Linked DNA regions of Rattus norvegicus: region 2 is linked to region 1. The links are chromatin contacts, called in public Hi-C maps. All regions are on one chromosome and are shown on one strand. The core of a region is the stretch at or near the end of the contact, and the rest is flanking DNA. Distances in the headings are between cores, read along the strand shown.

Region 1 (5,268 bases), core at 1,038-3,537:
GCCATCCAAAAGGTGAACTGGAAAAGCCTGAGGCACAGAGAGGCTGACCAGGCTCCCTTAGTCGTGACAGAGGAGATGCCGGGTGCGAGGATCTGGTGTCATTTGAGAAGAGAGTATTTTTCCTTTTTCCTTTTGATCCAAGATCTCATGTACCCCGGGTGGGCCTCAAACTCACTGGATAGCCAAAGCTGATCTTAGACTTTGAACGCTCCTGCCTCCACCTCCTGAGTGCTGGTTTGAATGCCACTCTACCCACCCTCTTTATACAGAACCCAGGGCCTTTACCAGAAGGGTAGTCTACCGACTGAGCCACATCTTCAGTCCAAAACTTAAAGCAACATACTGTGGCCACTAAGATTTTGCCCACCAAGCCCAAACACCCTTCTTCAAGGGTCATTCTAGATTCCCCTCTACAACCTGGTATCCCCAGGCTAGAGAATCATAGAATATAGATGATGGCTTATCTTCTGTGGTTTAGTACTACCCCACCCACCTCCCAGCCTGGGAATGAGCCTCACCGTCTTGGACCCACTCCAGGGTATGGGGCTGGGTGGTTTCCCGCGTCCACGGCAACGACGACTAGAAAAAGAGGGCAATCGAAGACCACAGAGCATCTTTGGCACCTCCCTCCTGACCCACTTCGTGGTTTTAAGACCTCCAACCTCCGTCACCTAATTTCCCTGAAAAAGATTGCTTCCACTCTCCCCAGGCACCCTTTCCAAAGTGTCTTCCCCCAGAGTCCAATCATTACCTTTTGGAAACTGACTGGGAGAAATCCTCTAGCTCACTGCAGGAGCTGACTGACGAGCAGCGGCTGCGGAAACTGTCCACTAGGGGGAGACGAAGGGCGTGAGGCCCAGGAGTCACATGGCCCGCCCACCGCCCGCAGCCACACTGCCTCTCAGAGCTGGTTACCGGAGGAGCTGCGGTTCCGGGAGCGGTTAGCTGCATCCCCTCGGCCGGTCACAGCAGCAGGGGGCCGAGTCTGGTGAGACCATGAGACAGATGGACCGTCCCCGCTTCCTCCACTGCCCATTCGGTTCCGCTGCTGCTGCTGCTGCTGCTGCCGCCTAGAAAACCAGAGACTAGGAATGTACACCAACTACTGCGGGGATTGGAACCAGCCACAGCCAGAGTCGGTGGCCAGCTAGAGGTCACTTGGAGATGTTGATATGTGTGGGTGGGGAAAATGAGCAGTGCACCTGACGGGTTAGGAGAGCAAAACGAGCTCAGGAGAGGGCGGGACCACGAGAGGGGGCTGAATCGGGGTGCAGGGGTAACAGGGACAAGGGAAGAAAGAAGGACCAAGGGAGGAGATGGGAGCAGAGGAAAGCAGAGTTAGCCAAGAGGTTAGCTCGGTACGGAAAATGGAGGAGAGGAGACGGAGCAGGGAGAGAAGTGGGAGCCCAGAGAAGAGACAAGGCTTAGCTACAGGTTGGTGAGAGGTGGGAAGAGGAACTGAAGTAAGAACCGAGCACAGAACAGAGGTGGGAAATTGGCACTGACTTACTTCATCCTGATCTCTCTCTGCTTCTTCTCTTTGGCTTTCACGAAGGCTGTGGGGTCAAAACGGGGCACACGACTACCTAGACAATGTAGGGAAAAGGCTGGCTTGCATACCGGCCGGCACCTGTCTGCCTCCCCCACAGCAAGAGGTGGGGCGGTCACTGACCTGTAGGTGAGGGTGAGGGGTGTGCTGGCCGGCCGTGACTCCGGGCTCCGCGGTTGCTCTCCCGCGATGAGGAGCGAGTGGCCGTGCGACCACGAGACGTGGAGCGCTCCCGAGATGATAAAGCTCGGTCCTCCCTGGCTCCAGCCGGCAACGTGCGTCTCCTGGGAGCATTGAGTCCACTGTCCGCTTCCCATTCACTAGCCCACACCAACTCTGGTGCCACGCGCACCTCCTCTATACCCTGAGGCCCACATTCTATCTCCTCAAACATTACCCAGCTCACAGATACCTTTCTATACCCCACCTTGTCCAAGTTCTTTTCCAGGACCTGCCACTACTTCCCTACATCCAAACACCTTCACCGATCCTTCTTTCCGAGGTCCTCCTTCTCTCACAGCTCCCTGGAAGCCCTTTCTCCGCCAATCAAGGTCAGCAGTTAGCTCCTTGAATCTTACCTGAGATCACTAAGCGCTTAGGCTCCACTGTACTCCAGACACTACCTCCAGGCCCTACCTAATTCTCCACAGGCCCCGCCCACCCACCCCAAAGCCATCTTCTCACCCCACCCCTCCTTTAGCCCCACCTCCCCATGAGCCACGCCTCTCACCCCCTTCGGTACATAGCCAGCTCGCAATTCAGAGTCTTGAGCCTAGCACGCAGATTGCGCTCTGACGCCTTTACCTCCTCGAGCTGCGGAAGGAAAACAGGGACCGCTGAGGTCCATAGCAGGCCGAGGTCCACCGCAGCGCCCCCTCACCGCATCCGCTCCCTCACCTCCTTAGCTAGTCTGCGACAATCCTGGCTGCGGCGGCCAGCAGCCCGACCCCCAAGGCCACGCTCTTGCCGTAACTCCAGCTCTAGGCCCCTCACCAGCCCCCGCAGCGACTCGGCTTCCTGGCGAGCTGCCCGACCCGCCAGAGCCTCCTCTCGGGAGCGGCCCAGCTGCGCCTCCAGCTCCCGCTTCTCTGACGCCAAGCGGGTCACCCTGCGGAGGGCGGGGGGAGGGAGAGCGAGAGGGAAACTGAGTACTCTGTGAGCTCCACAGATGGCAGTTCCTAAGGTCCCCCAGGAAGGAGGAATACAGTCCCCTGGAAGGAGTCTGTCCCTGTCAACTCACTCCGAAGCAAGGAGGATACTAAAGCTACTTGACTTTCACCCACCCCCATACAAGCCCTAATGACATGGTGACCTGGCTAAAAGATGCCTGCAGCGAGCACAGCTCAACTGACCTTGTTTCCATTTCCAAACCTTTCCCAGACAAATCTTCTATTTGCCAGCCAAACCAAACTGATGAGGTCACTACCCTGCTCAAAGACCCTTACGAAAACGCCACATACCCAAGGCTTTCCTTCCCTGCTGCTTATAAACAGGGAAGCAAAGGTAAGCAAGTATCCATGGAGAACTAGTTGGATTTCCCTGTGCATCCACAGAGAAGTGCCTCCATGAAAAGGAGAGCGGATTTCTACTATTTGACACAGGGCAGATGTATGTACCAAGTCCTCTTTTGTAAAAGGAAATGGGAGAGGCTGAAAATGATCTGAGGTGGTTTGTACTTTTAAAAACATAAATGAAGGGGTTGGGGATTTAGCTCAGTGGTAGAGCGCTTACCTAGCAAGCGCAAGGCCCTGGGTTCGGTCCCCAGCTTAGAAAAAAAAAAAAAAAAAAAGAAAGAAAAGAAAAGAAAAAAAAGTTGTAAAAAACATAAATGAAAAACTTTCAAATAAAGAAGGGGCTGCCTATGGGGAGAGAAGAGGTACAGGTAGAGAAACAGGACTTCTCTGGATGTACCCCTCTCTCCAGCTTTTGACTCTGGAACTATGTGAAAATACTTTATGTAGGCTCTGGCTATACTGCCCAGGCTGATCTTGAATTTCTGAGTCCCAGCAATCCTCCTGCCTCAGGAACTATCACCAAAGTCGGGAGGTGGGGGGCAATCAACAGGCTCCAAGGCACAAATGTACACCAAAGGAAGAGTAACACTGCAGAATGTGACTGGAATACAGGGTTTTAGCAAGTGGGATACACAGATTCAAGGCAAAAGAGGCTGCAAAAACATCTAACCTGCAGTCAAAGTCTCACCAGTGAGTGCACTGGTATTGTTCAGGATAAAGAAAACAATTGTTACTGCGGCCCGAGAGCTGGCTCAACAGTTAACGGCTTTGGCTGCTCATCCAGAGGACCAGGGTTCGATTCCCAGCACCATCATGGAAGCTCTCAACCTCTTGTAACTCCAGTTCCAGAGGATCTGACACCTTCACAGATAGGCATGCAGGCAAGACACCATGCACATAAAATAAAAATAGTCATTTAAAAAATTGTTACTTTCCTTGGAAACTATGCTTTATCAGTATCAGAAAAAAAAAAAAAAAAAAACCTGGGTGTAAAATCAAGGAAAAAGGGGTTGGGGATTTAGCTCAGTGGTAGAGCACTTGCCTAGGAAGCGCAAGGCCCTGGGTTCAGTCCCCAGCTCCAAAAAAAAAGAACAAAAAAAAAAAAAAATCAAGGAAAAAGTAAGAACAGACAGTATATTCCTTTTCTAAAACTGTCCTTGCCTTCTGGCTCTTTCTACTAAAAAAATTCTAAATGCAACAATAGATCATGTTAACATTACCTCCTGATAAAATAATAAAACATACTGGAAAAATAGTGGTAGACCACCAGCCTAGTAACCCCCAGTGAGGGGCTGGGGGCGTGGCTCAGTGGTAGAGCCCCTGCCTAGAATCCCCCAGTGAGGGGCTGGGGGCGTGGCTCAGTGGTAGAGCCTCTGCCTAGATCCCCCAGTGAGGGGCTGGGGGCATGGTTCAGTGGTAGAGCCCCTGCCTAGAATCCCCCAGTGAGGGGCTGGGGGCGTGGCTCAGTGGTAGAGCCCCTGCCTAGAATCCCCCAGTGAGGGGCTGGGGGCGGGGCTCAGTGGTAGAGCCCCTGCCTAGAATCCCCCAGTGAGGGGCTGGGGGCGTGGCTCAGTGGTAGAGCCCCTGCCTAGAATCCCCCAGTGAGGGGCTGGGGGTGTGGCTCAGTGGTAGAGCCCCTGCCTAGAATCCCCCAGTGAGGGGCTGGGGGCGGGGCTCAGTGGTAGAGCCCCTGCCTAGAATCCCCCAGTGAGGGGCTGGGGGCGTGGCTCAGTGGTAGAGCCCCTGCCTAGAATCCCCCAGTGAGGGGCTGGGGGCGTGGCTCAGTGGTAGAGCCCCTGCCTAGAATCCCCCAGTGAGGGGCTGGGGGTGTGGCTCAGTGGTAGAGCCCCTGCCTAGAATCCCCCAGTGAGGGGCTGGGGGCGGGGCTCAGTGGTAGAGCCCCTGCCTAGAATCCCCCAGTGAGGGGCTGGGGGCGTGGCTCAGTGGTAGAGCCCCTGCCTAGAATCCCCCAGTGAGGGGCTGGGGGCGGGGCTCAGTGGTAGAGCCCCTGCCTAGAATCCCCCAGTGAGGGGCTGGGGGCGTGGCTCAGTGGTAGAGCCCCTGCCTAGAATCCCCCAGTGAGGGGCTGGGGGCGGGGCTCAGTGGTAGAGCCCCTGCCTAGAATCCCCCAGTGAGGGGCTGGGGGCGGGGCTCAGTGGTAGAGCCCCTGCCTAGAATCCCCCAGTGAGGGGCTGGGGGCGGGGC
Region 2 (5,268 bases), core at 1,146-3,645, 110 kb after region 1:
AGACTTCTTCGGAAGGGTTGGAAGTTGCTAGACAAATCAGAATGTAGAAGGTGGAGGATTCTGAGGAGGAGGCAGCAGAATTCTGACTGGGGAGGTATAGGTTGGGTCCTCTGCCTCCCACGGCTGCAAGGTGTGTCTGACCTCTGGAGCTCAGCCCCTCCCCCCTTTCTCTTCAGTGCTGACAAGATGTCAATAAACTTATTTTCATACAATTAACTTGAGGCTCTGAGACGGGCCTTGGGAGGCCAGCGTTTAGGATTGCTCCACCCCTCCCCTGGTAGGCCACACCCTCCCGGAGGATATGCCTCCTGAACCTGAGGCAGGTGATTTTCCCCCTAAAAGCTTTAACTAACCCTGGTGTAGAAGTACACACTGAAGGTTGCAATCCCACCAGTTACTTCAGCAGCCTGTTACCCTGTATTTAAAAAAAAAAATCTCCAAAGAACGTTACAAACAGGATTGAATTGGAGTTTATCTAGGTCTGTTAGAAGTTCAATACAGCAACTTGGGTGGTTAACTCAGGCAAGGACAGATAGCCTGCCTGAGGGTCAGACCCTAGGAGTGTACGGAACAAGAAACAGGCTTAAACAGCCTTAAAGAGCTAAGGGATTGTGGCTCACATGTGCAGTTCCAGTACTAAGAAAGCTTGCTTCGAGTTCAAGGCTAACCTGTGCTTCAGAGACCTGTCTCTAGAAAAAGAAAACAATAAATAAATCCAGGCATGGTTAATGTACTTTTGAAATCTCAGCCTCCAGGAGGTTGAGGAAGGAGAAATCCTGAGCCAGCCTGGGCCACCTAGTAAGGCTCAGTTTCAAAATAAAAATACAGGCTACTAGCACATCTCAGTAGTAGAGCACTTAGCATAAAGCCCTGGATTCCATCCCAGCACCACGTATAAGCAAGAGAAAGTAAATAAACAGTAGTACACGAAACCAATGGTTGCGAACATAGTATCTCCCAGGAAACGACAAAAATAGGCAATTTGTTTAAGGGAGGAGTGTTAAAATAGTAATGCAGGTGGTAGGTAAAATTGTAACGCTGAAATAGAAAGCCTGGGCTGCTGTGACTACTCTGGGGTGGGGGTGAGAAAACCGCCAAGCCTCCACTATGTGGAAACCTGGAAGAATGCAAACTGACAAGACATTCAGAAAAAAAAAAAAATGTTTTGAGAGCACCAGTGGGGGCCCAGGCCGAATGAGGCGAAAGGGCTGATGTGAGCTAGGACCTGGAGACATACATCGCTTCTCCCTCCCCCACCCCCACACTACAAAAAAATACGAAGAGAAAATATGGGGTGCCCAGAGCCAGATTGGGCCCACCAGGCCATTAAGCACTTGGAGGTTTGGTGTTGCCCTTCCCAGCAATCAACTCTTGGCTCCTTCATTCCAAATCTACGAGTAATAAGAGCCCCCGACCCCAGCCCCCAATGGGGGGCGGGGAGCGAAATTCCCTGCTAGTAAGGGGGGGGGGGGCAAGGATTGGGAAGGCCTCCCCTAAGCTTCCAGGCAGAGGAAGTACGTCACTGCGTCCATCTCGCAGAGCATTTTGGGAATTGTAGTGAAATTGGGGATGTACTGAGAAGCCAGCTGTGTAACCCTTTAGAGACCAAAGTACGTGCGCACCTGGAGCAGAACTAGGAGGCTCAGTGAACATTCTTTAGCAGATGAGAAAACTAAGGCAGGCACCTGGCTCGGAAGCTTACAGTCTTCTCATCTTGTTGCCTGTGGGGAGCCCTTGAGGCTAGTTACCTAAGACACTGGGGAGTGGGTGGGAGGACAAACTGCTAAGTAGACGCCACTCTCAAAGAGAGTAGCCTGAACCATCCCCTTGAAACCGTCCAATCAGAACCTCTCCGCCCCATCCCAAAATGCTGCGGCCTTCCTAACCCGTTATTGGCCCTTCTCGAAGAGGCGGGATTCTAAGAGAGGGCAAGACTCTTTTCTAAACCTGCTCAGCAAATCAGAGTAGAAACTGCTTTCCGAGATCTGGGTATGGTCCCAGGCCTGTAAACCCACCGAGAAGGCTGAAGCAGGGAGATTGCAGCAAGAATGAGGCCAGCCTAGGCTACATAGGCTAGCCTTCTAGGCCAGCCTGAGCTAAGGAATAAATCCAAGTCTCAAGAAAAAATGGGGAAAATTGCATGCCCTGCAACTTAACCACCTCGAGCATTTATGAGACCATTACCCATTTCCTGGATCCTGTGTGCAAACCCCGGCTTTTTGTCGAGGCACAGTGAGAATTAAGCTCACAGAGACCAGCGCGCGCCCTCTTTTCCCGCCACTGCTTTCTGCCCAGTCCCCTTTAAGAAGCAGTCCCGACGGGACTACATTTCCCAGAAGGCTTTGCCCGCGCGTTATGTAACTTTCCCTGCGAAGCGGCCTCTGGGGCAGAAGAAGGAGGAGGAGGCGACGGCGGCCGTTGCAGCGGCGTCGGCGGCGGCGCGAGCGAAGCGGCGGGAGCCTGGGGCGGCGGCGCCCGAGGCCCATTCAGGAGCTGGAGCTGTGCATCTCGGCTCGCGGCGCGGACCGGACGGGGGCGCCGACGTGCGTGCTCGTGGCTTGCCTTCTCCACCGGAGGCGGGAGTGAGAAAAAAAAAAAAAAAGGCTGAGGGCCCAGGGGGCGGGGAAGGGGGGCCGGGCCTGAATCCGGCGGGGAGGCCGAGCCGGAGGCCCGACTGAGCGGCTCGCGCGCCGGTCCCGGGGCACGGCGGAGTGAACGTGGGCGGCGGGTGCACAGCGGGGGCACCTGGCGGCGCTCCGGGGGGCGCCATGGCGTCCGTGCAAGCGTCCCGCCGCCAGTGGTGCTACCTGTGCGACCTGCCCAAGATGCCGTGGGCCATGGTGTGGGACTTCAGCGAGGCCGTGTGCCGCGGGTGCGTGAATTTCGAGGGCGCGGACCGCATCGAGCTGCTCATCGACGCTGCCCGCCAGCTCAAGCGCAGCCACGTGCTCCCCGAGGGCCGCTCGCCGGGACCCCCGGCTCTCAAGCACCCGACCTCCAAGGACCTGGCCTCCACGGGCTCCCAGGGCTCCCAGTTGCCACCCCCGCAGGCCCAGGCGCAGCCATCGGGGACCGGAGGTAGCGTCTCAGGCCCGGACCGCTATGACAGGGCTACTTCATCCAGCCGCCTGGCGCTGCCTTCGCCGGCTTTGGAGTACACCCTGGGGTCCCGCTTGGCCAACGGGCTGGGCCGGGAGGAGGCTGTGGCGGAAGGGGCACGCAGGGCTTTGCTTGGCTCCATCCCCAGCCTGATGCCCCCCGGGCTGCTGGCAGCTGCAGTGTCTGGCCTCGGAGGCCGAGCTCTGACGCTGGCACCTGGCTTAAGCCCCGCTCGTCCACTTTTCGGCTCCGATTTCGAGAAGGAGAAGCAGCAGAGGAATGCGGACTGTTTGGCAGAACTGAACGAGGCCATGCGGGGCCGGGCGGAGGAGTGGCATGGGCGTCCCAAGGCTGTAAGGGAACAGCTACTGGCGCTGTCCGCCTGTGCCCCTTTCAATGTCCGATTCAAGAAGGACCATGGGCTGGTGGGACGGGTATTTGCCTTTGATGCCACTGCCCGCCCTCCTGGCTATGAGTTTGAGCTGAAGCTCTTCACCGAGTATCCCTGTGGTTCTGGCAATGTGTACGCGGGGGTCCTTGCAGTGGCTCGCCAGATGTTTCATGATGCTCTTCGAGAGCCAGGGAAGGCCCTGGCCTCATCGGGCTTCAAGTACCTCGAATATGAACGCCGCCACGGCTCAGGGGAATGGCGCCAGTTGGGAGAGCTACTTACCGATGGGGTCCGAAGCTTCCGAGAGCCTGCTCCTGCGGAGGCCCTGCCCCAGCAGTACCCAGAACCGGCCCCTGCTGCTCTGTGTGGCCCACCACCGAGAGCCCCATCCCGGAACCTGGCACCCACACCACGACGTCGCAAAGCATCCCCTGAGCCCGAGGGCGAGACAGCTGGGAAGATGACCACGGAGGAGCAGCAACAGCGGCACTGGGTGGCACCAGGCGGTCCATACTCTACAGAGACCCCTGGTGTGCCTTCACCTATTGCTGCCCTTAAGAATGTGGCGGAGGCTCTGGGCCACTCACCCAAGGACCCTGGTGGGGGTGGAGGCTCTGTCCGTGCAGGGGGTGCTAGCCCTGCAGCTTCCTCCACGACCCAGCCACCAACCCAGCATCGTCTAGTGGCACGCAATGGAGAGGCAGAAGTCAGTCCCACGGCCGGGGCTGAAGCTGTCAGCGGGGGTGGTAGCGGCACAGGGGCGACCCCTGGAGCCCCCTTGTGCTGTACCCTGTGCAGAGAAAGGCTGGAAGACACCCACTTCGTGCAGTGTCCCTCGGTACCTGGACACAAGTTCTGCTTTCCTTGCTCCCGAGAGTTCATCAAGGCACAGGGTCCAGCTGGAGAGGTGTACTGCCCCAGTGGAGACAAATGCCCACTGGTGGGTTCCTCTGTCCCCTGGGCCTTCATGCAGGGCGAGATCGCTACCATCCTTGCTGGTGACATCAAGGTCAAGAAAGAAAGGGACCCCTAGGTTGCCACTGCCGTCAGGCTGCTTCCCCTCCCCCTTAACCATCCTCCGCGACTGCGGATAAATTATTCCCTACCCCACCCAGCCCAGTACCACCCTAACCTGTGTAGATACCCTTTCCTCTGCCCAGATGGGTCCCCTGGGGTAGATACATTGTGGGTGGGGGGAGAGAGCTTGTGGCTCCTGTCAGAGCGGGTGTTTGGAGTTCCTGGGCCCCTCCAGTTTCTTTCTCCTTTCTTGGCTTGGCTTTCCTGCTGTTGGTAGTTGGGGGAAGAGGTACCCCGCTTGTCCTTGAAAGGGACCTCCTGAGAACTCGCTCTTTATAAACGAAGCAAAAGCATTTTATTGTTCCCTTCTCCCACCCTTTTTTTCCTTCAATAAACTGAGAGATGGGTTGTTTTTTTTCCCCCTTCTTGGTCCCTTTAGTTTTATGAGATGCTGCGCCCCCTTCGGGATTGGACTTGTCCTAAGAGAGAGGACTTCTGCGTTGTGACCACTAGGTGGCGCCTTTTGTCCAGTGGGCGGCTGTTTGTAGTAGTGTACATTTGCTGTGCTCTGATTAAAAGGTGTAGTCGAGGCCGGTTTTGCAGACGATGGTACTGAGATTCTGACAGGGTTCAGCTCCTGCACGGCGCTCACAAAGAAACTGGGGAATAGGTTTGCGTTGTAGCCAGCACTCTGAATGCTGAGACGTCAGAGGGAAAGGAAGTAGGAGGCTTTCTCCAAGTAGTTTACTTGAAAATAGTTC

Evidence for each region. Hi-C and Micro-C count contacts between places; a contact is called where the count stands out from the background.
Region 2: a contact with region 1 is called in a Hi-C map of liver, with 4 times the contacts expected there. The contact joins the promoter of Irf2bp1 here to the enhancer-like site in region 1. A contact is called at or near these places in 4 of 12 Hi-C or Micro-C datasets (the A7r5 cell line, kidney and liver).

The regions. Positions count from the first base shown.
Region 1 is chr1:87,666,179-87,671,446 of GRCr8, forward strand. Ccdc61 (coiled-coil domain containing 61) reads right to left here. Exons shown (of 14, transcript NM_001106229.1): 6 at 2,447-2,657; 7 at 2,280-2,362; 8 at 1,673-1,833; 9 at 1,511-1,586; 10 at 916-1,070; 11 at 752-830; 12 at 519-579. Among named protein-coding and RNA genes, the nearest start is that of Pglyrp1, 9.0 kb to the left of the region's middle. Within about 2 kb of position 2,288, at least 58 of the 93 cell types and tissues checked have an H3K27ac peak or open chromatin away from gene starts, as enhancers often do. A contact at or near this core is called in kidney and liver, where this site is marked.
Region 2 is chr1:87,778,387-87,783,654 of GRCr8, forward strand. Irf2bp1 (interferon regulatory factor 2 binding protein 1) reads left to right here and starts at 2,396. Exons shown (of 1, transcript NM_001107483.1): 1 at 2,396-5,097. The coding sequence starts at 2,769. The coding sequence ends at 4,523. It overlaps Mypop (Myb-related transcription factor, partner of profilin), which reads left to right. Exons shown (of 3, transcript NM_001395139.1): 3 at 1-216.